5 separate regions of the Mus musculus genome follow, and regions 1, 2, 4 and 5 are each linked to region 3. The links are chromatin contacts, called in public HiChIP or PLAC-seq and promoter capture Hi-C maps. All regions are on one chromosome and are shown on one strand. The core of a region is the stretch at or near the end of the contact, and the rest is flanking DNA. Distances in the headings are between cores, read along the strand shown.

Region 1 (4,536 bases), core at 756-3,255, 810 kb before region 3:
TACATTCTCCCATGTCTATCTTTATTTCATTGGCTCTCATTCCCATCCCATCCCTCTTCACACTGTCACTTGTTGAAGAGCAGGAGGAAAGGAGGAAATAAGAAAAGGGAGAATATGTCTGCACTGCAACTGGAAAAAGAAAAAAAAAAAAAAACGAAACAAGCCAGAACGACAGACGAGTGACTGGTGGTTGGCCACACAGCTCAATAGCTACCGGTGCCATCATGTAAACGTAATTCCCCTGATAACCATGGAAACCAAAATGAAGGCACCGTGTTGAGGGCTGCTCTCTTTAGATATCTAAAAACAATAAGAGGCCAGAGACCAGAGAGACAAAGAAATCCAGGCATTCCAAGCCAGAGGAAATCCTTTCCTAAAAGCTCTGACAAAGTGTGCCATTTTCTCCCGTCTCCAAATCTCAGCAAGCTTCCACCAGGACTGGAGACCTGACAGGGATCATGAAACAATTCAAGCCTCTCCTGTGTGCTGGTCTCCTGGGGCCAGATGCTATGAGGCCAGCTCTCTGGGAGCTGAAAGCTTATTGTTATCATAAAACATACCGCAAACCAGCAGAGGGGCACAGACACACACAGACATGGACTCACGTGAGCACACGCGCGCGCGCACACACACACACACACACCTGTGTGTGCACATACAGACTTTTATATAACTAACATAGCTAGCTATGCAAACAGCTCCATGGGGGCAGACACCATTGTCTGGATCTTGTTGCCAGAATAAACGAACAGTTGAGTTAGAACATAGGCAAGCTCAAGCATTCTTTCTACTACCCAAGGCCAACAGTGTTGATGGCTGAGCAAAATCAAAGTCCTGGCCTCGTTCTTGGTCTAGCTTCTCTGTGTGCAGGAGACGGCTGGATTCCATGGGCTCCTAGGCATCTTCCAGTAGACAGTCAATCACCCTACTGTATTTTTTTTTTTTTTTTTTTTTTTTTTGTGATAGCACATGCCTGACAGTTTTCTTTCCCCTCAGAGGGAATCTGATACCCATCTGCTCAAGTAAATTAGCGTTCCCATCCTGCCTGACTCATTCGGTAGGAACAACAGGTTCACATGCCAATATGAAACAGAAGGCAAAGGGGGCCTGGGAAAGGGGAGAGGGCTCCTCAGCCAAAACGACACATTTTTCAGAATCACATTCACAGAGGACGGTGTGCTTACTGCGAGAAAGACGTCTATCATGGACTCCTAGATTGCTATTTTAACAATGCTCACACGGAGAGTGCTCTCTAAGGAGTCCTCAACGTTTCCTGCTTAATCCTCACAGCAACCTCGGGCCGAAGAATTCATCTCTACTTTTATTTATTTATTTTTTTTTTCCATTTTTTATTAGGTATTTAGCTCATTTACATCATCTCTACTTTTAACAGAAGCACCACCGACGTGGCTCAAGGTTGCCTGGCTAGTGGGTGGTGGATGGAACTAACACCAACTCCGGAGTTCTGGCTCTCCAAACGGCTCTGCCATCAGTGCAGGAGGGAGGCCGGGCAGGGGGTCGTCCCCTCTTCCTTCAAAGATTTGCGGAAACCGAGTCTCCGCGACTTGTTAAAACCAGACCCACTGGGTGCGCGACTGCACGCTCTCTCCTGCATCCCAGGTGAAGGCTAGCAAACCGCAAAATCGCATTCATTCTCTCAGACACTTGCAAAGCCCTGGGGCTGGAGGCGACCGCGGGTGGGTCCGGGGTGGGGGCGGACGGGGGCACAGCTCTCCCGGAGCTCCGGCAGCCGAGGCCCCCCACCTCCCGCAGTGCCCCCAGGCCCGGTCCCCGCACCCCAGCCAAACGCTGGGCCCACGGAGGGACCGAGCGGCCGGTGAGCCTGGAGCATCCGCGGGCTCCCGAGAAGCCTCCTTCCTGCGCCTCTTACCTCAGGGAGCGGCGCTGCCCGGCCGCGGCCGCGACGCCCTGGAAGCCGCAGGGCTGCCGGAGGACTGCGGCGCTCGGCCACAGCGGGGTCCGACTTCGCCGCGAGCCCCGCCCCCGGTGGCTGTCACGTGACGCGGGTGTAGGGCTGGCCTGCGAGCGCGCGCGGCCGTGAGACTGGAAGGAGGGCGGGGCGAGCGGGGCTCGGCGATGGAGGGCGAGCGTGGCCTCCGAAGGGGTGGGAACAGCATCGTGGGCGGGAACTGCCGGAGGCTCCTAGGGGCCTGGAAGCGGGCGGATCCTTCCCATCACCACTATAGCCTAACAGCACCCTGGGCTCCGTGCATATGAGCACATAGGAGCTGGAGTCACCCTGAGCCCAGCTAGAAGTCAGGAAGGACTTGGGGCCATGGGTGGGTTGTGTGGAAAACGTTTGGCACAACGCAAATGATGTGTGTAGTACCTGTTGCACCAACTACTAGTTATGGGCCCAAGAGAACAAAGCGGTGGTGGCTCCTGTTCTGAAATCCACTCTGTGGCGGAGAGGATAAACCGGAAAAGCTGTTTAAGTCCATATGTATTTAAAATTATATGAAGTACATGAAAAGAGCTCTTTGGTTGAAAACTAGGGTTTGAGGAATGTGATGACCTCATGAGAGTAGCTATGTGAAAGAGGCCAGAGAAAGCTCCTGCGCTGAGGGAGACAAGACGACTCCTAAGAAAAAATATTTTTTTTGTAGATTTTTTTTACTTTTATGCGTATTTTATGCACCTGATTTATGTGCACACAGGGGGCCCTGGAAGCCAGAAGAGGGAGCCGGAGCCCTTGGAACTTGAATATAGACAGTTGTGAGCCACCAAGTGGATCCTTTGCAAGAGCAATAAACCTCCTGACTAGTAAGCTGTCTCTCCAACCCTGTATCCCACCATCCCGAGGTCTTAGATAAAAGGGTATTAGAGGTCATCAGTATTTCATAAGCCATGATAAAGGAAGCCATTGAAGGGGGAGAATGCAGGTGTTCGATACTCTGTGCTGAGAAGACAAGAGAAGTAGAGACTGGCCTGAAGTACTGGAAGTGGATATGGGGGCACACACACGGATCTGAGACAGTTTTGCAGTAAAGTCAAATTTGGGGGGGGTGTTGTTTTATGCAGTGGTTAAGGCAAATTCAGGGTCTTGCACATGCTGAGCAAGTGCTACCCCCCTGTACCCCCTGTACCCCCCTACATCCCAGCCTTCAACGATTCATTTGTTTAAACCCCAAACAAAACACCTAGACCCAAACCCAACAATTGAATGCTGACCGAGAGCTGTTCAGCAAGCACACAGATGTAGTGGAAAGGCCATGCTTAGACGTCGCTTACGTTTGGCAAACCGATCGCACGTCTAATCCTTTGAAAAGTGGCCCATTGTATGAAACCAGCAGGCTGAATATGAATTTCAATACCCAATTAAAAGCCTGAGTTCCTGGATTTGTGCTATCAAACATTATTGTTTGTGTTGGCATTTCTCTAAAAAGGTTAGGACATTCAAAGGACAACAATGGGGCCCGTCTAACACAGCATGCTGTCTGTCTTCTTCATCTGTCCAAAGGTGCCACGGGGGCGGGGGGATTTTATTTCTTGTATAAACATTTAAACGTCAAGACAGTGGCGTTTTATTTAAGATTTACTTATTTTTATTTTATGCGTAAGTGTGCTTTGGCTACATGCATGTCTGTGCACAAGAACAGTATTTGTAAGCGACTGGTTGCTCCTCTCTTCTTACCCTCATCTGTCTGGCGCAGGCCTCCATCCCACCATGTGTGTAATGCTCTTGTCTCTTGACTTCTCTACTTCATTTGACTGGAGTGGGCTTGCTCACCTTAGCAGCCTGGCATGTCATTCGTATTTATAGCAAATGAACGAGGGCACATACAGTCTCCACGGCCATGTAGACTTTTGCTTTATAGAGAGATTAGACTCAGGCAGAGTCATTTGGCCACAGGTAACCCAACAGCTATCATCCTTTTCGGCTGCCTGCGGGTCTCAGCTCTCTTCCTACCTTACGGGGGGTCTTCAATGATGAGCTTGTTGAGAACCAAACCAGGTATTTTGTTATGGAAGTTGAAACTCTAGATCGGTTCTGTCTTCCCACTTAACTCTAATTGTACAAATAAACATTCCCTGTGCAGAACTGAGGCCTACATGTTATGTAACAGCTCCAAAGCAACACCAGCAGCTTGACTAGAGCATCATTGGGTACCCTGAAAGCTGTGAGCTTGCATCCCTCCAGTGGGATCCAATGGTCAGCAAATAGTGGTGTTCCAGTTACCTGGCATCCTAGCCTGATTCTCTAGATTTCCTGGTGATCCTCAAATTCCCTTTATATTTCTGTCTTAGTTAGGGTTTTACTGCTGTGAACAGACACCATGACCAAGGCAAGTCTTATAAAAAACATTTAATTGGGGCTGGCTTACGGGTTCAGAGGTTCAGTCCATTATCATCAAGGTGGGAGCATGGCAGTATCCAGGCAGGCATGGCACAGGCAGAGCTGAGAGTTCTATGTCTTCATCCAAAGGCTGCTAGTGGAAGACTTCCAGGCAACTAGGGTGAGGATCTTATACCCACATCCACAGTGACACACCCATTCCAACCAGGCCACACCTA
Region 2 (4,897 bases), core at 1,549-4,048, 730 kb before region 3:
GCCAGATCCGAGAAGAGCTCACAGGCAAGGAAGAGCTAGTGGTAGGGAAAAGCCCGGGAGTCAGAGCAGACAGGACCAACATGGTGGCTCAGAACACAGAGGGGAGGGACCACCTGAGACCCAAGAACAGACCAAAGCCTGGCCTCGCTGGCTCTGGTGAGGGAGGCTCCCCCTGCTGAAGTTTCTGCTGTCGCTAAGGAAGTGTCTTAGGGCTTTACTGCTGTGAACAGACACCATGACCAGTGCAAGTTTTATAAAGGACAACATTTAATTGGGGCTGGCTTACAGGTTCAGAGGTTCAGTCCATTATCATCAAGGCAGGAGCATGGCAACATCCAGGCAGGCATGGCATAGGTTGAGCTGAGAGTTCTATATCTTCACCTGGAGGCTGCTAATGGAAGACTGGCTTCCAGACAGCTAGGATGAGGGTCTTAAAGCCAATGGCCACAGTGACACACCTACTCCAATAGGGCCACACCTCCTAATAGTCCTACCCCCTGGACAAAGCATACAGAAACCATCACAGGAAGCATTCTTTATATGTCCTGCTCCTGCCCCTTAGGACTCTGCCATTGGGTTCTGAGTCCAGAGCATGGCAACTCTGGAACCTTTCCTGATAACCCCCCAAACCCCAATCAGTGTGCGCTGATGGAAGGGCAGAAGGACTCTGGGACAGGAGCCTTGCCGCTCAGTACTCTTGGGCTTCCTGGAGAAGACAACTGGTCCATGTGCCACTTAGGACCGATGGGTCAGGCTGCAGCACAGGCAATTCATCAGGAAACTTTAGATTCAGGGGGTCTGCAGATGATCCCGGTCAGGGTGGCATCAGACCGATTTTCCTCTCATCTGTGTTCACACAGTGAATTCACCACGTGGCCAGCAGGGTGAGAAGAGTGCTCTTTGCTTCCTTCTGGTTCCCGACCTGCCGAGATTAGGTGGTGTCTTTACCTAGAGCAGATACAGTTTTGTCTGGTTTTGAACTTTGCTAAATGAAATAGCTATGTGCTCTGTGCTGATTAGTTGTGGTCAACAAACTTGAGTTCTCAGGAAATAGGGAACTGCGATTGAGCGAATGTCTCCATCAGATCAGATCAGTCTGTGAGCGTTTTCTTGGTTGTTTATTGATGTGGAAGGACCCAGTCCACTGTGTTCAGAGCCACCTACCCCTGGACAGGCGGTCCTGGGTTCTGTCAGAAAGCAGCCGAGAGAGCCAGGAGGAGCAGGCTAGAGAGCAGCACTCGGCTTCTGCCTCAGCTCCTGCCTCTAGGTTCCTTCATGAGTTCCACCCCTGGCTTCCTTTCATGATTGACCCCATGTAACCTGTGAGCTAAACAATCTCTCTCTTCCAGGAATGGTGTTTATCATAGATAGCAACAGAAAAGCGGGGCAAGACATGCACTTTGTATTGTTTATTATTATTACTACTACTACTGTCATTATTATTAGTAGTACTATTATCTTGATGTACATAATTAAAGGGTACAGTATAATTCAGTGTATGTATACAGTCTATAATGAGAAAATAAGTGTAGTTAGCATTTCCCTATTCTTAAACATTAAAACAATTAACAAATACATTGCCATTGCCATATATTTTATTTTTGTTTAACCTTTTATTGTGAATTATACACCATATAGAAAGCTACCTGCACATAATAGGTTAATGAGTTCTATGAGAGTATTTATGCCCCGGCTTAGAAGTAGAATGCATCAAGCCAACTCAGAAGCCCCTCCCTCACCCTGCTGTCACCTCCACTCCAGTCTTCCTCCTTCTTCTCCTCCTTTTCCTCCTTCCACCCCACCCCCACCCCCTGCCGTGTATGGGTGTTTTGCCCACATGTATGCTTGTATAATGTGTGTTTGGTGCCTTTGGAGGCCACAGAAGGGTATCAAATCCCTAGAACTAGAGTTGTAGTTGTGTGTTTCCATGTGGGTACTAGGACTTGAACCCGGGTCCTCTGGAAGAGCATCCAGTGTTCTTAACCACTGAGCCATCTCTCCAGCCCTCAACTTCATTTCTTTAAAAGTATTCTACTGAGTTCTTTTCTCTTTGTGGAATATTTTTTTGTTTGTTTGTTTTTGTTTTTGTTTTTGTTTTTTTGAGGCAGGTTCTCATTCTGTAGGTCAGAATAGTTTAGAATCCACTATATGCCTCAAGCTTGTCTCGAACTCATGGCAACTCTCTTGCTTTAGCCTGTTGCATTCTAGGCTCTGGGCATGAGCCACTATTGGCTGGCTCCTCTCATTTTAGAGATCATTCTTCGTGTTTCTTTATAATCTTATTACCCAATTCTATATCCCGTGTGTGTGTGTGTGTGTGAGAGAGAGAGAGAGAGAGAGAGAGAGTGTGTGTGTGTATCTATCTATCTATCTATCTATCTATCTCTATCTCTATCTCTATCTCTCTATCTCTCTATCTATCGCTATCTCTATCTAGCTATCTATCTATCTCTATCTATCTATCTATCTATAAATTGCATGTGTATATATGTATATACATACACTCTATTGTATGTAGTATGTGTATAAATAAAATTAAAGAAGAGGTAATACATTTGAGAGGTAATGAGGGACAACACAAGAGAAGTTAGAGGTAGAGGGAAGGGTGGAAATGATATAAATATAGTATTCATGTTTGAAATTCACCCGACATTGAAAATGTTGATTATGTCATTCCAATCGTGTCTCCTCACTCCTTTAAGGATGTGCGTGTCTCTCTGTGGCAACTGTAGAGGTTGGAAGGGACCCCCTGGAGCTAGAGTTATAGGCAGTTAGTTATAGTTGGTCCATGGGGTGGGCACTAGGACCCAAACTCGGTTTGCAGAAGAGCAGCAAGGGAGCCACTCACTTAGCCACCGAGTCAGCCCTCCCTCCGTTCCTTTCTCTTTCTCTTAATTTGTTGGAAAAACTGAACCATTTGAACCGTGTTTTTCCAATCTCCTGGCTTTCCTGGTTTCACTCCCACGACCCAGTTAAAGGCGCCCCCTCTCCCACTCTGTTTCCTGCAAAATTGGCAGCTGGACCCAGAAGCTTTGTTGGACTTGGGTTTAGTCTGATGGTGTCATTCCAAGCTCAGTGGAGGTTTCACGGTGGAAAATAGATAACATTCGGCTGCCTTTCCCCATGATGTCAACAGCTGCTGCTAGCTCTCAGTATCAGGTCTTTAGCTCAGTATCAGTTACAGAATGGCACTGGTCTGGTGGGACATTTCCTTTCCGTTACTAGCTGGGACAGTTGGGCCAGGAGATAGTTCCCTCTCTTATTATTATGCTTTGTCAGATGAGGTCAATGGGACACTAGGACTACATTCTACCAGCTGACAAGGGCTGAATACACGGGGCACTCTCCATCCACACGGTCAGTGATATCACAGTGGGAAGCTCCTCCCTCAGCCAGGGGACACCCAAGGCTTGGGACATGCTAGGCACAAAGAGCTCTCCTAATCTCTGCCAAGCTACACTACCAGCACCCACATTGGTAGCTTAAAATTGGTCACAGCAGTAGTGTTTGCACCATAGAAATGGGCGAATAACACAGCCTAGCCTTCTTCCCCCAAGAAGGCCAGTTGTTAAACAGTGGCACACAACCAGGGCTAGGCCACACAGGAACAGCAGGATGATACTCACTCTTTTCCTCTACAAATCTCTCAAGGCGATGGAGCTGCTCCCTAGGATCCTGCAAGGCGATGACGCAGGATTTTCCTTATGTCATCGTGAATTCTCATATCTAAACATACCAGGAGCATGTCACTCCTGGTTTCTCCTTGTCTCTGTTGTGGATCTGACAGTCTCGTCTTTGGCTAGTGTGTGGGTCTGGTATCTGCAGCTTTGGAGACTTCTCTGGGTTTGTGATTAATTTGAACTTATAGTCACTGTCTTACTCTTATCTTTAATTCTTCCTGAGTTTTTCCTTTTTCTTTTGCATGCGTGTTACGTGTGTAAGTGTTCATGTGCGTGCCTCCATATGTTTGTGCAAACCAGCAGAGGCCAGAGGTTGACGTCATCTGCTTCTTCCATCACTTTTGAGACTGGGTCTTTCTCTAAGAGTACACTGACTGGGCAAGATTGGCTGCCCATGAACTCCAGGATCCCCCTGTCTCTACCTCCCCAGCACTGGGACTGCATATATACATCAGCATCCTTGGCTTTTTATCTAGGTTTATGTCAGGCACTTTACCAACTGAGCCAACTCTCCGGTCCCATGTCATACCTGTTTTAAAGTCTTCTTGTCTTATTTTGACCCAATAAATTATTTTTCATCTTTTAGACTTTTAAATTTTACTATTACTATTGTTGTTGTTACTACGTATGTGAAAGAGAGTGTTTATCCCACAGTGTGCACAACAAGGTAGCGCTGGTGTTAATCCTTGCCTTCTACCTTATTTTTAGTAAACACAACTCTGAGTCAGATTTACGATAGCTCCCTGGAGAAGAGATGGGTAACAAGTGAGGAAACTACCAGAAGTTGTTCTCTTCAGCCAAGCATTAAAGATCTATATCAGGGTAGTAGAGTCTGATAGACGGACCATAAATCATAGTTCAGTGGTGTAACTGATGATAATTCCTGACTGACTATATCAGGTAAGGAGATGAGGCAGTCGAGGAGTTCTGGGCACCCAAATTTGAATAAAGCTGGATACAACATGGTTTTATCGGGGCCAGTCTTGCTGTCAGTGGTATAAGGCCAGGCACCGCCACTGTTGCTCGTGTAGGAGAGGAGGCAACATGACAGAGCCCCTTTCCGACCTCTGCTTGCCTAGGAGAGGGGGCCTCGATGTTAGACGTCTGAGCTCGATAGATTTGGTCACAGCAGTAGTGTTTGCATCATAGAAATGGACAAATAACACAGCCTAGCCTTCTTCCCCAAGAAAGCCAATTGTTAAACAGCAGCATACAAT
Region 3 (4,498 bases), core at 758-3,257:
CAAAGTTAACATTATAATCAGTCATGATGCTGAATAACAATGGCAAACACACTCAGAAGCAAGGTGGGTGGGATTCCATTCACAGAAGTCTTTGCAAAAGGTACCTTGGAATGTGAAAGAGCCAAAAACTTAAAAAACAAAACAAAACAAAACCTCTGTAAGGAAAACATTAAATCACCAAAGTAAGAGATTGAGGAAGACACTTAGAAAACATGGAAGGATGTTGGATTTTTGCCAAAAGCATTTTCTACAATTGAGATGAACATGTGACCTTTGCCCTTTAATCCCTTTATACAATTTGTAACATTTATTGATCTACTTAGAGTGAGCCATCTTTGTGTCTTGATTGTGGTGAATGGTCTTTTTGATGTATTCTTGAATTCTGTTTGCAAGTATTTTCTTGAGGACTTTTGGACCTATGTTCACTGGGGAGACTGCTCTGCAATTCTCTTATCTTGTTACTTCTTTACCTGGTTTTGGAATCAAGGTAATACCAGCTTCATAAAAAGGGGTTAATGAAGTTCTTTACTTTTTTGTTTGATGGACTACTGGGATGAGGCCTGAAGCCAGTTCTTTTTTTTTTCTTTTCTTTCCTCTTTCTTTCTTTCTTTTAATTTTTATTTATTTATTTTTTTGGTTTTTCAAGACAGGTTTTCTTTTCAAGACAGCTCTGGCTGTCCTGGAACTCACTCTGTAGACCAGGCTGGCCTCGAACTCAGAAATCCACCTGCCTCTGCCTCCCAAGTGCTGGGATTAAAGGCGTGCGCCACCACGCCCGGTTAGAAGGGAAAATCCACCAGGGCTCCAGTCCTCCTGGACGTTAGTTGGGAAATTTGATTAAATTACTGCTTGTTATAGGTCACGTGCTACTATGGCCAGCTCCCAGGTAGCTGTAACTGCTGGAGCTGAAGGGAAGGGACAAGTTTCTGATGTTAGAAGCTCAAGCCAGCAGCCTTTCCTGGGGTGAGAAAGGGCAGAGACTGAAAACCTCAAAAACAGAACAGAACAGAAAACAAACAAGAGTAAAAAAAAAAAAAGATTCCTGTTTTGAAAAACAAAACAAAACAAAACATATTTTTCATCCCCTCTATAGGTCACCTTCAGGCTTTCTTTTCTTTTCAGCTAAAATGAATCCTGTCTTTATTTTACTTCACCCTGGACCAAACAATGAGTCTAAAAGGGTTTTGTATTCATCTCTTTGTCATTCGCCTCTGTCAAAGAATGAGAGTAGCGTTTTCAGTCAACACTCCTGAGTTCCTGATGCTGCAGCCAGCTTCAGAAGACCACTCACTCTCAGATGTCAGTGTGGGAAGGGCTTGCCAGCAGGTCTGTTCCCCGACTGCTGCCACTGCAGGCCTTCTCTGGAAAGGAGAAGGGTGGCCCACCATACATGAGAAACTAGCTCAGTGGTTTTCAGCCTTCCTAATGCTGCAATCCTTTAATGCAGTTCCTCACATTGTGGTGATTCACAACCATCAAACTATTTTTGTTACTACTTCCTAACTGTAACTTTGCTACTGTTGTGAATCAGAACGAAAACATTTTTGAGTACAGGTTTGTCAAAGGGTTACGATCCATGGGCCGAAAACCACTGCTCTTAGTGGTCTAGTGCACACGGTTCTCATTAAGGCCAGGCAGGTCTTAAGCCTTGAATTCTGAGCCTTCCAACTTACTTTAAAGTGGGAAAGATCTTATTTCTTTCAGTGTCTTTCAGATTCTTACAGGCAAGGGCCACTTTGTGCTGCCTGCCTGCACAGGTTGATTTTAACCCGTGCAACAATGAGAGACTGGATTCCTTGACCACAACAGTCAAGATCTGCACAGGCTTTCTAACCTCCTACTAGCTTTTGGGAACTTTTAAAGGGCGCTCCAAGGACCCAACATTAAAAAGAAGTGGTGAGTTTCACTACTCCACGTGGGCCTCTGCTGTTGCTGAGTGACCTGGCTCCCTGAGAAGGAAGTGTGCTCAGGGACGGCCACGCCCCCTCGTGTTGCCCCATCCCTCGCGTTGCCTAGGAAACCACAGCGTCCTGCTGCAGTTGCTGGCTTCAGGGTGAATCTGAACTTCAGATGCGGGAGCCTCCAGGCTTGGGTAAGGACCTCAAAATTGCTGGGCTTGGGGGACAGCGGGCTGATTGAGCAGATAGGAAGATGGGCGTGTCGCAAACAGTAGGCATAGGCCAGAATCAAACTGCTCCTTCCCTTTGCAACACTCCCCTATTTCTCCCGGAGGATGTGACTAGGGTTCCAGTCCCATCTGACATCTGAGGCAGATTGACGGTCCCTAGAAGAGCTCTAGTGGAGCGCAGACAATAATCCTGCCCTTTCCAGAAAGTGCCTGTGGGATTTACACCCTGGGCGCTGGCGAAGACCCACTCTCTGTCTCTCCCCCTCCTGCTCCCCCGCCCCCCCCCCACCTAATTTTGTTTGAAATCTAAGTTTCCCCTTAAACAAGGTGTCCTGTGGGATCTAGTGCTGTCTTTAGGCTGGAGGTCCTAGCAAGAGGGTCCCAGCCTCTGAGTAAAAACTAAGACCAAGTCCCAAGTGTATTTCCAGAACGAAGAGGAATTGGGCCAGCAGTCAAGATGTCGCCAGTGGGAAAGGTGTCCCAAGTACAGAATGGCAAAGTCTACCAGCAGATCTTCCAGGCCCAGGTAGGTGTCCTGCTGGCCTTTGCTCCCTTTCCCTCCCCTGGTCTCCCCACAAACTTTCCTGGTCCTTTCTAATTTTTCTTTGTTCTGAGAGTTTCCCTGTCTAAGATCCATTTTATTTTTTTTTTTTATTGAGAATAGATTTTTTCATACAGTAATATTCTGATTTCAATCCCCACCCCATCTTCTCCCAGATTTCCCCCCAATAAGCCGATTTTTAAAAAACAGTTCTCTTTGACAATTACTTTGATTTTTTTTTTTAAATTGCTATTGGGTGTATTATAGAAGAACATTGGGGCATTTGGTCTCAAAATTAAAAACTTAATTTTGGTTAAAAATATTTTTAATCGAAATTATTCAGAATTAGTCTGAATTAACCATCTGTGCCTGATTCTTTTTTTTTTTTTAAGATTTATTTATTATATTTATATGAGTACACTGTAGCTGTTTTCAGACACACCAGAAGAGGGCATCAGATTTTATTACAGATGGTTGAGAGCCACCATGTGGTTGCTGGGAATTGAACTCATGACCTCTGGAAGAGCAGTCGGTGCTCTTAACCGCTGATCTGTGTCTGATTCTTTTGGAGAGCATAAAAGCAGTTCTTATTTTTCTGCTTAAAAGGTGAGTCTTGGCCAGGCATGGTAGCTCATGCCTTCAGTTCCAGCACTTGGGAGGCAGGGGCAGGTGTATCTCTGTGTGTCTATGTAGCAAGCCAGATAGACTCTGTTTCAAAAAACCGATGGTAGTGGTGGTGGTGATGGTGGTGGTGGTGGTGGTGATGGTGATGGTGGTGGTATTAGTGGTGGTGGTGGTGGTGGAGGTGATGGTGGAGGTGGTGATGGTGGTGGTGGTGGTGGAGGTGGTGGTGGTGGAGGTGATGGTGGTGGTATTAGTGGTGGTGGTGGTGGTGGAGGTGGTGGTGGTGGAGGTGATGGTGGTGGTAGTGGTGATGGTGGTGGTGGTGGTGATGATGGTTCTTTTTCTGTACTAGGGTTTTGAATCTCCCTTTTCTCCTTGGCAATCTCTCAGAACTCATGTCCATAGCCAGGGGTATTCACACACCTCCCTGGGACCCAGTGTCAGCCTCAGTAGAAGACTTGTCTGGTACCCAGTGTCTGCCCCCATAGAGGACTTGTCTGGTAACCAAAGTAAAAGGCTTTACTGGCCATGGCTATTGTAAAGATTGTTATCCCTTCTTGAATGTACCTTGCAGATCCAAGAGACCTACAAGCTTCAAATCTAGTGTACTGTTATTGAAGTGGCATTCTTATTCATTTGAGCCATAAATCATCCTGCCTGTGTAACCTTCAAAAATAATAAAGGAATAGAGAAACCAGAGAACTCAAATTACTCATACCATTCAGCTCCTTATATATAGCAAGATATTATTCTCAACCTTCCGTTGTTCTCCCATGTATTTTAAAATTTGAAACCACGCTGTAATTTGGGTTGTCTTTTTTTTTTCCCAAAAAAAAGAGGGGGTGACTTTGTTAAATGTACTGGAAGGGACAGAAGGTCTAGCAGTATCCAAACTATCCTGCCTATAATTTTTAATTTATGTTTTAAAATGAGATTTATATTTATTTTGCGTGTTTGAGTGTTGAGCCTGTCTCTGTGTGTGTGTGTGTGTGTGTGTGTGTGTGTGTGTGTGTGTGTGTGCGTGCGCGCTCGCGCTCATGGCTGGTGCTCTAGAAGGCAAGCAGGGCATTGTGAGCCACGCCGCTGATGAGAAAATGGAGCTCTGGTCCCCTGTAAGAACAGCATGTACTCCTGATTCTGGAGCCGGCTCTTGAGCCCTGCAATTTGTGTTTTAATTGCTATGTTTAATGATACACTATTGGGTA
Region 4 (4,851 bases), core at 253-2,752, 710 kb before region 3:
TCTGGATTGTGCACATAATCTCCATCCACGGTACAGTCTTTCAGTTTACTGTAAATCGTCAGTTCATAAGCTATTGCGAAATATATTTAATTTTCTTAAAGCTGACTTTATACCCACCATGCTTCTGTATCTTCCGTTTCTTCCCACTTCCCCCAGTGGTGCTAACCCTGGGTCCTACTACTGGAGGCTAGGGACCTGGTGGGTGCTGGAGTTTCTGTCTTCATCAGGCCAAGGGCTGACCTGTTGCTTTGCCCACTTGTCACTGGATTAAGGATCTTGTCTGTGCTCATTTGATTCCCAGAGTGGTCTAATTTGATAATCTGGTGGCAACAAGATTGCCACCTTCTATCCTTAAAACTCCTCCTCCCATGATAGCTAAGGATAGCACGGAATACTGACCAGGAACTGCCTCCTCTAACTCTTCAATTCTGCTCCCTTTCTGCTCCTGTTTCAGTGAAAGCTGCGATATCCTGAGAGCTTTGTTCTGGTCCTCTGGAATGCTTTCCCACACTCTAGTTGGCCAACTCCAGTTGTTGTTCAGAGGCACCCCCTTCAGTAGGCGGGATGGTGCTACGGGCACCGGATCAGCACTTTATTCAATCGGCTAGACTGTACTAGGAAACAGTACCAGGTTTTTCTGGAGGCCACTTCTCCAGTGTCTAGCACAGCGTAAGCCTGGGGGTGTAGCTATTCCATCTTAAGAGACTTGCATGGGGAAAGAGGTGGTAGAATTGTAACATGGGAACTGGGTTACTCGGCTTGGGGGGTGGGGGCGGGGATCAGAAGGGGCATGGGTGCAGAGCCCCAGGGTATCTCAGTAGTTTAAGGCTTCTAGATCTTCCGAGCCCCCTCCCCCAGAACAGAAGGATTGGGGGACTATGACTTCTCAGGGCAGAGACGGGGTAGTGGTCAACAGTGCCTAAAGTGAGCCCACTCTCTTCCACTGCCCTCAGCAGGAGAGACTGGGGAGGCAAGGACTGGGAGACAAGGGAAGTATAAAGATCCTCTGTGTTCCCCAGGGTCTCCTACCGCGGGGTAAGAAAGCTGGGAAGCCAGAGCTTAGAAGGGGGGTCATTCCGAGTTCCAGCTTAGGCTGCTGGCCTGGGTGACCTTGGGGTGTCCCTTTCCCCTCCCAGCCTCAGTGTTCCCGTGGGGACGCTGCGTATCCCCCGGCGGGTGAGTTGGGGAAGGCCAGCCGAGGCAGGGCCTGGGTGGGAGCAGGACCGCCCACTGCGACGGCCCAGGACCTCAGGAGCCCGCGTGGGCGGTGCGTGGGGCTCCTCCCCCGGGGCGGGGGTCGCGGCGCCGGCAGCTGGTGGCCCCGCAGCTGCAGCCTCAGCACCTGCCGCCGCCAGACGGCGCGGGCGCAGCCGGGCCCGGCCTCTCCCCCCTCGGGCTGCAGCCGCGGCGCGGGAGGCGGAGCCGGAGCCGAGCCGGAGCCCAAGCCGAGCCGCTGCCCGAGCCCGGCCGGCTACCGTGGCCGCCGCTGGGCGGGGCGCCCCAGCTACTGCTCCCGCCGGCTCCGCGTGCACGCGGGCGGCGCCTCCTCCTCAGGTAAGGGCGAGGCCCCCCGCGCCGCCGCAAAGTTTTGGGGATACCTGGATCCCCACAGCCCAGGCCTGCGTCTCTGGGAGCTGCTCCTTGGCTTCTTCCGCGCCGCCCTCCACGCTGCGCTCCCGGGTGACCCGCTCCACTCCTCGTGTCCCCTCTCCCGGCGTCCGTGGCGTGGCCGCCAGCTTGCTTGGGACCTGCAACGGTTAACTCTGTGCATGGGATCCGTGTGCCTTAAGTTTCCGAGGTCTGCACGGTGTAGTTGTGGGAGGAGCGACCAGCCGCGAGGCAGCCCTGGGTTCAGGTGCGGCCGCAGCCAGCGCCAACTTTCTGAGTGACCTCAGATGAGCCCTGCCTGTCCGGTCTCCACTGCCATACCTGCACCAGAGTGGGTTGAGCTGTTCGCCCGGACGATCGGCTGAAGCGTCACGCTTGTATTGCTCTGTTTTGAGTGGGGGGGGGGGTGCCCGAGAGTGTGTCAGCTCCAGAGCTCATGGGGAGTGGAGAGGAATGTTGAAGACCTACAGAAGTCTGTATTGGTGGGGAGGGACAGGTCGCGTCCCTAACCCGCAGCAGCCTTGACTGAGCTTAAGGATGGGTGTGGCAATGGCCTCTGGAAATGGAGTAGCTGCAAGGGCTAGGTGTCCCAGAGCCATCCTGGCTGTGTGACCTTGGGCAAGTCCACATTTTGAGGCTGGTTTTGGTGCCTCTAAGGTAGGGTGAAAGTAGTGAGATGTTCTTTGAGGTCAGTTACTATAAAACTCTACAGAAGGGGAGTCTCTGAGCTCTGGTTTGCAGGGTCAGTTTGGGTGGAGCCATTAATCCATCAAGAATCTATCCAGCACTTACAAATTGGTGTTTGGAAAAAATAAAGGAAGCATTTGGGGTTTGCTCTAGGAGTCTCAAAATAGACATGGCAAGGGTTGGTGAGAGCGCGCCTTGCTTACTCCGGTGCATTGGCCGTCATAAAATATTCAACGACATAATGATTTGTTTTCAAAGTGGCTTATAGATCAGGAAATGTTTCTGTTTGTGAGGTGGTTATTTATTTATTTATTATTTTTTTGCCAAAACCTCTCAAAATTGAGGGGGGAAGATAATGCCCTGTTGTAGGGCCCTGAAGGAGGCTAGTGGATGCTTAATTCCAGTCTAAGGGGAGGCTGAGATGTTTTACAGTTCTGGTTATGGAGACTCGCTCTAAATCAGGAGTCCTCCGGTGGGTGTTGCGTGTCCATGTCCATGGGGCTGCAGAGGCCCACAGTTCAGAAAAGACGTGTCTTGACTTCCGGGATAGGTGAATTCTGGTGTAGCCGGAGCGAAGTTGAGAACGAGATACCTGAGCGTGTGTGATAGAAGGTGAGATTTGTCCCACTGCCCAGTATCTTGTGCTGCAATTAGTGCGCCCCAGTGAGAAACATCTCGTGGAAGCAGTTTTGTTTGATTTCCTTCCTAGACATGCTGGTTTTCGGTTTCAGGCTTTCGGAAGTCAGAAGTCTGGGGAGAGGGAGTTTTGTGACAGGGTGGGGTTGTGATACCTGCGTTTGCCTTTCCCAAGTGCCACTTGGAATTGGAGGCTCACTTGGCCCTGCCCCCAGAGGCATTCAAACACAAGCGTGACTCTCTTCATCATCTAGTGCTTGGTTCTCATGGAAAGAGATGAGGAAAACTACTGACAGGGTTCTCTGCTGCGTGGGCTAAGGGTCTCAGGAGGAGTAGAGACTTAGACCATGGGGCTTCTGGTCATCCCTTGGGGCTTGTGCAAACTGTGAATTCCAGCTGGAGAATTGGAGGAGCTGCCCCCCAGGAAGGTAGAAGGAAGGCAAGGGTCTCAGCAGGGAGGTCATTTTCATGGAAAGGAACTGGATGACCACTGGCTAGTAAAGTTCAGGTCAGCAAGGAGCATGGAATCCAGTGGAAGTGCAGAGCAGGCAGAGCCCTCTGAGAGCAGAAGATAGGCAGAAGTGCCTTGGTCTCCGCTTGGGATTTGGGTCCTCTGAGTTTCACTCTTCTCATTTATCAAAGGAAATTAAAGATAATTGTCAATGCACAAGATAGATCATAGGTAGAAGCGTCTATCATGGTGTTTGTATATAATAGGCATTTGGTCAGAATTGGATCCCTCTGTAGTGTGTTCATGGGCAGCGAGTTCGGTGTGTTGCTGTGCACTCGTGGAATATAAAAATGGTGTCTTTGTCTTAGTTTCTGCCTTGACTTAGAACCTTCCTACCAGGGCTGTGACAGCATGTTCATTCTCAGGGAACCTCCTGGTCCCAGAGATGGGCACTTGTTATCTGGAGGGGGCTCCAATCTGATACGGACATGAACAGCTTCCAGTGTCCTGTAAATACTAAACGTGGTGGAGGTTGCAGATGGGTTAAATCAGAAGCCTCGATCCCTGCCTCCCACAAGCTTATCACTGTGTGCTCAAGGACCCAGGCAGAAGGATTTGACAGCCAGTTATAAACATGTCAACTTTGTCCGTATACACTGGGAACTGGGCCGTGGCTCCCTTCTGCTTTTGTGTAGGATGCTGAACGTTCACAGTGGTCAGAGAAGAACAGGACAAACAGTGAGAAATAGCACTCACCACTTTATGTCTCTGCTTAGCACAACACAGCCTCTGTGCACTCCCTCCCTGTGCACTCAGCAGTTATTCACAGGATGGCTACCGGGAGCCAGAGGGTTATTCTAGGAATACAAAAGGCAAGATCTCTGTCTTGTTGAGGTTTATATTCTGGCTAGAGAAACAGACGAAAACAACTAAATACATAAATAAGGCAATTGCAGGTTATGCTGGGAAGGAGATACTCGGGGCTAAGAGAACGTGTATAAGAGAACGTGATGAAGTGTGGGGACATTAGGGATACTTGTCTAGGTCCCCAAAGGATCTTGGGAAGGGGCTGTGTTGAAGCTTCCTGGAAGAGAGTACAGATTTGGGCCATACTGCCTAGATTAGCATATTAGCCCTTATCCTCTATGTATTCTTCCTTTAGGTTATCTAGTACTTTAAAAAAGAGTGTGTGTGTGTGTGTGTGTGTAGCATGCATGCATGTGCACATGTGCCACAGTGCATATATGGAGGTCAGAGGACAAGACAACTTGTGAGAGTTAGTTTTCTCCTTCCATTGTGTGGATTCTGGGACTTGAACTCAGGCTGTAGGACTTGGTAGCAAGGAGCATTTTTAGTCTGGCCCATCTCAACAGCTCCAGGTTATTTGATCTTCTGGGGAATTCTTTATTTGCTTACTAGAGGATTATAAGGTTGTTGTGAGAGTTAGATGTTGATACATATAAGGTACA
Region 5 (4,455 bases), core at 1,505-4,004, 840 kb before region 3:
GCAGTTCACAGTTGGAGGGGCACCTCTCTGTGCACCCTTCAGAGGACACAGTCTCCTGTATCCAGCGTGACCCTGCCCTGTGGGCTCTTTACTTCATGCCAGGGCCTTACTGAAACTCAGAAGCCTGGTCTTGGGCTCAAGCCTCTCTACTAGAATCCAGAGATGATGGGATGGAGAGATGCTTACAGACCAAGAGGTCTTCAAACTTCATGTTCTAGAGCTTGTGTTCTAAAAAGTGTGAGGTGGCCCAGGCTCACCTCAGCCTGGCTGTGTAGCCAGCAATGACCTTGCGCTCCAGGGACCCACCTATGTCTGCCTTCCTAGTCCTGAATTCTGAGCTGCTGCACCATGCACTGTACAGTGCTGGGTTCCGAACCTGGCATTTCAAACATAGCCCTAGCCCACAGCAACTTCCAATGCAATTTCAGGTCTGTCCCTTTCACTGGCCCTTCATCAAATCCACCTGCCCAAGCACGTGCTGGTCACACAGCCAGTGCTAAGAGCTAAAGGTTCTCCTCCCCAGCTTCCCTCCACTATAAAAATCAAGACCTTGCAGTGCTGGGGCTCAAACTCAGGACCTTGCACCTGTTAGGCAAGTAGTCTAACATTGAGACACACACCCCAGCCTTATCTGGAACTCATGGTCTCTCCTGCCTCTCAGCTATGGGCTACGACTTCTGGCCCAAGGCCAATTCTTAATTTAAAAACTATAATTTAGTTAAATCTGGAGTTTGGTGACGCATGCCTCTAGTCCAGCACTGGAGGGACAGGGCAGGAAAGTGGGAGAGCAGAGGTTAGCCTGGGCTATGTGCTGAGATCCTGTCTCAAACAAAAGAAAAGCAGGAAACAACCATCAGTTAAGAAAAAAAAATATTTAAAACAAGACAAAACAAAATAGTTAACTGATGTGGAAATGGCTTTGTCAGTGAAGTGCATGAAAAAAAGGAACCCGAGAGAGCTCAGTCTTCAGATGCACATATACCCGCACACCCGTGCACACACATATACCCGCACACCCATGCACACACATATACCCGCACACCTGTGCACACACATATACCCGCACACCCATGAGCGCACACACATGATCTTGGTTGTTTAGTTTTTAAGAAGCCTGTTCTTTTAAACTGTGACTCTTTCTGGGTGTAGTCAGTAGTATGCAAAGGCTACTAATACTCCAACAAGAGTGTCAGGAATTTGTGTGTTAGGAAGTCTCTTCAAACAAGGTAGCACAAGACAACTCAAACATATTAAAGGAATGTGTTTTCTGCTTTAGTTTCTTATATGTAATAAGTATAAACACACACATATTGTTTTAAATAACTGTATATTAAGATAAATTATTCATTATAGTAAAATTCCAGCATATTTGAGTATGGAGGAATGTGGGAGGAATCACCCATGTGATTCCAGTACTTGGGAGGCAGAGGCAGGAGGATCTCTGTGAGTTGGAGGCCAGCTGTGATAGCATAGTAAGACTGTCTACCAAAGTAAAACAGAACAGGACAGGTTTGTGGGCAGGAAGGGCAGACACTCTGAGTAAGGTACCATGCCCACTGTCTTTTTTTTTTTCTAAAGATTTATTTATTATTATATGTAAGTACACTGTAGCTGTCTTCAGACATATCAGAGGAGGGCATCAGATCTCATTACGGATGGTTGTGAGCCACCACGTGGTTGCTGGGATTTGAACTCAGGACCTTAGGAAGAGCAGTCAGTGTTCTTAACTGCTGAGCCATCTCTCCAGCTCCCAAGCCCTCTGTCTTATGTTAGGGTTACTATTGCTGTGATGAAACACCTGACAAAAGCAAGTTGGGAAGAAAGGGTTTATTTGACTTACACTTCCCCCACCATAGTCCATCATAGTAGAAAACCAGGACAGAAAGTCAAACAGGAAAGGAGCCTGGAGACAGGAGCTGATGCAGAGGCCATGGAAGGGTTACTACCTTGCTCCCCTTGGCTTGATCAACCTGCTTTCTTACAGAACCCAGTAGCCTAAACCAGGGCTGGCACCACCCAGAATGGGCTGGACCCTCCCTTGTCGATCACGAATTAAGAAAATGCCTTAAAGACCTGCATTCAGCCCAGCCTTATGGAGGCTCTCAGTCATCTGATGACTCTAGCTTGTGCCAAGTTGAGAAAACTAGCTAGCACACTTGTCCTGGACTAGTTTTCCAAGGAATTGTCTTAAATAGTGGGGTAAAGGCAACACACCCCAGGACCCTTAGGGAAAAGGAGACTGAGAAAACAAAAGCCAGCTCTACCCCTGGGTATAGCAGTTGGCTGACAGAGAGAGACTGGACACCCTTCCCCACTTTGGCTTCATTCAACAGAATATGCTCAAGAAAAGCCCCATCCTACACAAATATGGGAGAGACAGTGCTATGCAAATGACCTATAAAGAGTCATATGGCCATGGAGTATACACATTTTATTTTCAACAATGTGTCTCTGGTCCCATTCTTTGTTGTGCAACACAGGAACCTGAAGACTTTAACGGATGCCTCTGGGATATTTAGGTGACAGGTGACAGGTGGTCTAAGACTCAGGTTCTGCCTTTGACTTGGGGGTAGTGGGAAGAAACTCAGCTTTGGCCCAGACCATGAGCTAGGAGTGAGAAAGATCACTGACAGATCTCCCCAAGGACCCAGGGACATAATACCTGCCCAGACCAAGGAGGAAGCACAGCGCTGGAGAACTGTGTCACTGCCAGGCTTTCCTGCACAGCTTGACAAATACCAGTCATGTACAGTAGAGGGAGACTGAATGCTGAGAGAGGGGCCGCTCAGAGGAGCAGGCCCAAAGAGAAGATCCAGACAGAATAGTAGCAGAAGGCAAAGATGAGGGAAACAGGCTAATCACAATGCCACCATCATCTATACCAGCTCAATTCCTGCCAGGTCTGACCCCTGAACGACAACAGGGGAGTGCCCATTTCTAAACCCAGTGCACCTAACTTCCAGCTAGGAATTACAACCCACACAAAAACACCAGGCTTCTTGGAGCCCCAAGCAACCAGGCTGCTTCTGTCAGCTGGGATATTTTAGGACCTGGGAAGTAGGAGCCCTCTGGCCAGAGATCAAGACCTTGACCCTCACCTAAGGAAGTTGCCCAGCAAGCTCCACACTCCCACCTACATAAAACCCTGGCTTGTGTTCATGACACTTAGTACTCATAATGGCGACTTCCAAACGCATGTTATTTTTTTTTTCCCTTATTGTCAGAATCCCTGAAAATCAGTTGCCAGGTTCTTTGCTAGAAGCTAACCACCACGCGTTTCTGGCCACATAACTCCTGCCAAACATCTCCTGGGGCAGCTGTCCAATATGGCTACAGTTCAGGCTGTACAAGTTCTTGTTGGTCCTTGTTGGCCTGCATGATGACAGTCCCCATGTGCACCCAGCGTGTGAGCACACACCTTTCCACGTTCCAGCCTGAGAAGACGGCAGCTCTGCTGAGTGTCAATGTTCTAAACCAGCATGCCCAGGGCTAAGCTTATCTCTCTTCCCACGGTAACCTCCATGTTTCCTCCACTGCCTCATGCACTCAGGCTAGAGACCGAAGCCTCAAGGTCCTGATTATTCCCCGCCCTGGCCCTTCTCTCCCAGGTTGCCCTGTGCTCTCCTCTCCATCCCTGGGACCTCAGACTGAGCTTTCTGAGGCAGATCTGACCATGAGAGCTCTCTGTGCTTCTTAGTCACGTTCCAGAATCTCACCCTCTGCAGCCCCACTGACCGCTCCCCAACTCCTCCTGCCTTTATCCCCCCCACTATGGCTGCTGAGGACCTCACAACTCCCTGTGTGTGCTGTGCCCTCTCTGACTCCAGGTCCTCTCACCTCTTGTACTGGGAGTCTTCACCTGCCAACTCTTATTCCTCCTGCATGGTTTGAGCCAAGGGCATTACTTTAGGAGACTGTCCTGGCTCCTTGGTCAGGTGCCCTCATTTATGGGTTCGTGTGCCATACCCTTGGCACATCTATCAGAGAACCTCTCGGGTAGACTGTCATCACCTTTACTAAGCGCCTGCTATACACCAGATGTACTATGAAGCTCCTCTTCCCTTCCCTTCCCTCTGCCCCCCACACCCACCCCAGATTAAGGTCTGGATTCCTATCTTAATCTGGACTTGAATTTGTGATATACCTTAACCTCCTGAGTGCTTGACTTACAGGCATATACCATCATGACCAACCTAGTACTTCCATATGGAACCTTTGCTAATCACCTTCACCACCCCTTAAAGAGCCATGGGCAGGGCAGCAGAGGCAGAAGTTTGCTCAACAGCCATGCCTATGATAACTGTGTGAAGAGAAAAATCCTCTGCAGGGACCAGACCTGACCCTTTCACTGTGGTGCCCACATAAATACCCACATACTTTACTAAGTAGCCTCCTTCCATGTTGTTTCCTTCTGAGACAAGGTTTCACTAGCCCAGGCTGGCCTGAGCTTTGTAG

Evidence for each region. Promoter capture Hi-C pulls out the DNA fragments that hold promoters and counts their contacts. HiChIP or PLAC-seq counts read pairs in DNA pulled down with a chosen protein or histone mark.
Region 1: a contact with region 3 is called in a promoter capture Hi-C map of liver, with 3 times the contacts expected there. The contact joins the promoter of Fbxo10 here to the promoter of Ccdc180 in region 3. A contact is called at or near these places in 6 of 39 promoter capture datasets (cranial neural crest, embryonic stem cells, hippocampal neurons and 2 more), 3 of 115 datasets of contacts at active chromatin or transcription factors (embryonic forebrain, forebrain and stem cell-derived neural progenitor cells) and 1 of 9 other capture datasets (liver).
Region 2: a promoter capture Hi-C map of hippocampal neurons shows a contact between it and region 3, with 3 times the contacts expected there. The contact joins the enhancer-like site here to the promoter of Ccdc180 in region 3. A contact is called at or near these places in 6 of 39 promoter capture datasets (cranial neural crest, embryonic stem cells, hippocampal neurons and 3 more) and 1 of 115 datasets of contacts at active chromatin or transcription factors (embryonic basal ganglia).
Region 4: an H3K4me3 HiChIP or PLAC-seq map of embryonic hindbrain shows a contact between it and region 3, with 4 times the contacts expected there. The contact joins the promoter of Frmpd1 here to the promoter of Ccdc180 in region 3. A contact is called at or near these places in 5 of 39 promoter capture datasets (the C10 cell line, embryonic stem cells, frontonasal cranial neural crest and 2 more) and 2 of 115 datasets of contacts at active chromatin or transcription factors (embryonic basal ganglia and embryonic hindbrain).
Region 5: a promoter capture Hi-C map of hippocampal neurons shows a contact between it and region 3, with 4 times the contacts expected there. The contact joins the enhancer-like site here to the promoter of Ccdc180 in region 3. A contact is called at or near these places in 4 of 39 promoter capture datasets (cranial neural crest, hippocampal neurons, liver and 1 more), 1 of 115 datasets of contacts at active chromatin or transcription factors (embryonic basal ganglia) and 1 of 9 other capture datasets (embryonic stem cells).

Annotation. Positions count from the first base shown.
Region 1 is chr4:45,082,599-45,087,134 of GRCm38.p6, forward strand. It overlaps Fbxo10 (F-box protein 10), which reads right to left and starts at 2,006. Exons shown (of 11, transcript NM_001024142.1): 1 at 1,892-2,006.
Region 2 is chr4:45,157,828-45,162,724 of GRCm38.p6, forward strand. No RefSeq gene overlaps it. Among named protein-coding and RNA genes, the nearest start is that of Frmpd1, 25 kb to the right of the region's middle. Within about 2 kb of position 2,799, at least 9 of the 459 cell types and tissues checked have an H3K27ac peak or open chromatin away from gene starts, as enhancers often do. A contact at or near this core is called in hippocampal neurons, where this site is marked.
Region 3 is chr4:45,888,296-45,892,793 of GRCm38.p6, forward strand. Ccdc180 (coiled-coil domain containing 180) reads left to right here and starts at 2,008. Exons shown (of 38, transcript NM_198660.2): 1 at 2,008-2,092; 2 at 2,557-2,654. The coding sequence starts at 2,071.
Region 4 is chr4:45,183,404-45,188,254 of GRCm38.p6, forward strand. Frmpd1 (FERM and PDZ domain containing 1) reads left to right here and starts at 1,503. Exons shown (of 16, transcript NM_001081172.2): 1 at 1,503-1,554.
Region 5 is chr4:45,052,312-45,056,766 of GRCm38.p6, forward strand. The region is part of intron 3 of Fbxo10 (F-box protein 10); the gene reads right to left. All of the region lies in intron 1 of Gm30939 (a long non-coding RNA gene), which reads left to right. Among named protein-coding and RNA genes, the nearest start is that of Gm30939, 9.2 kb to the left of the region's middle. Within about 2 kb of position 2,755, at least 9 of the 459 cell types and tissues checked have an H3K27ac peak or open chromatin away from gene starts, as enhancers often do. A contact at or near this core is called in hippocampal neurons, where this site is marked.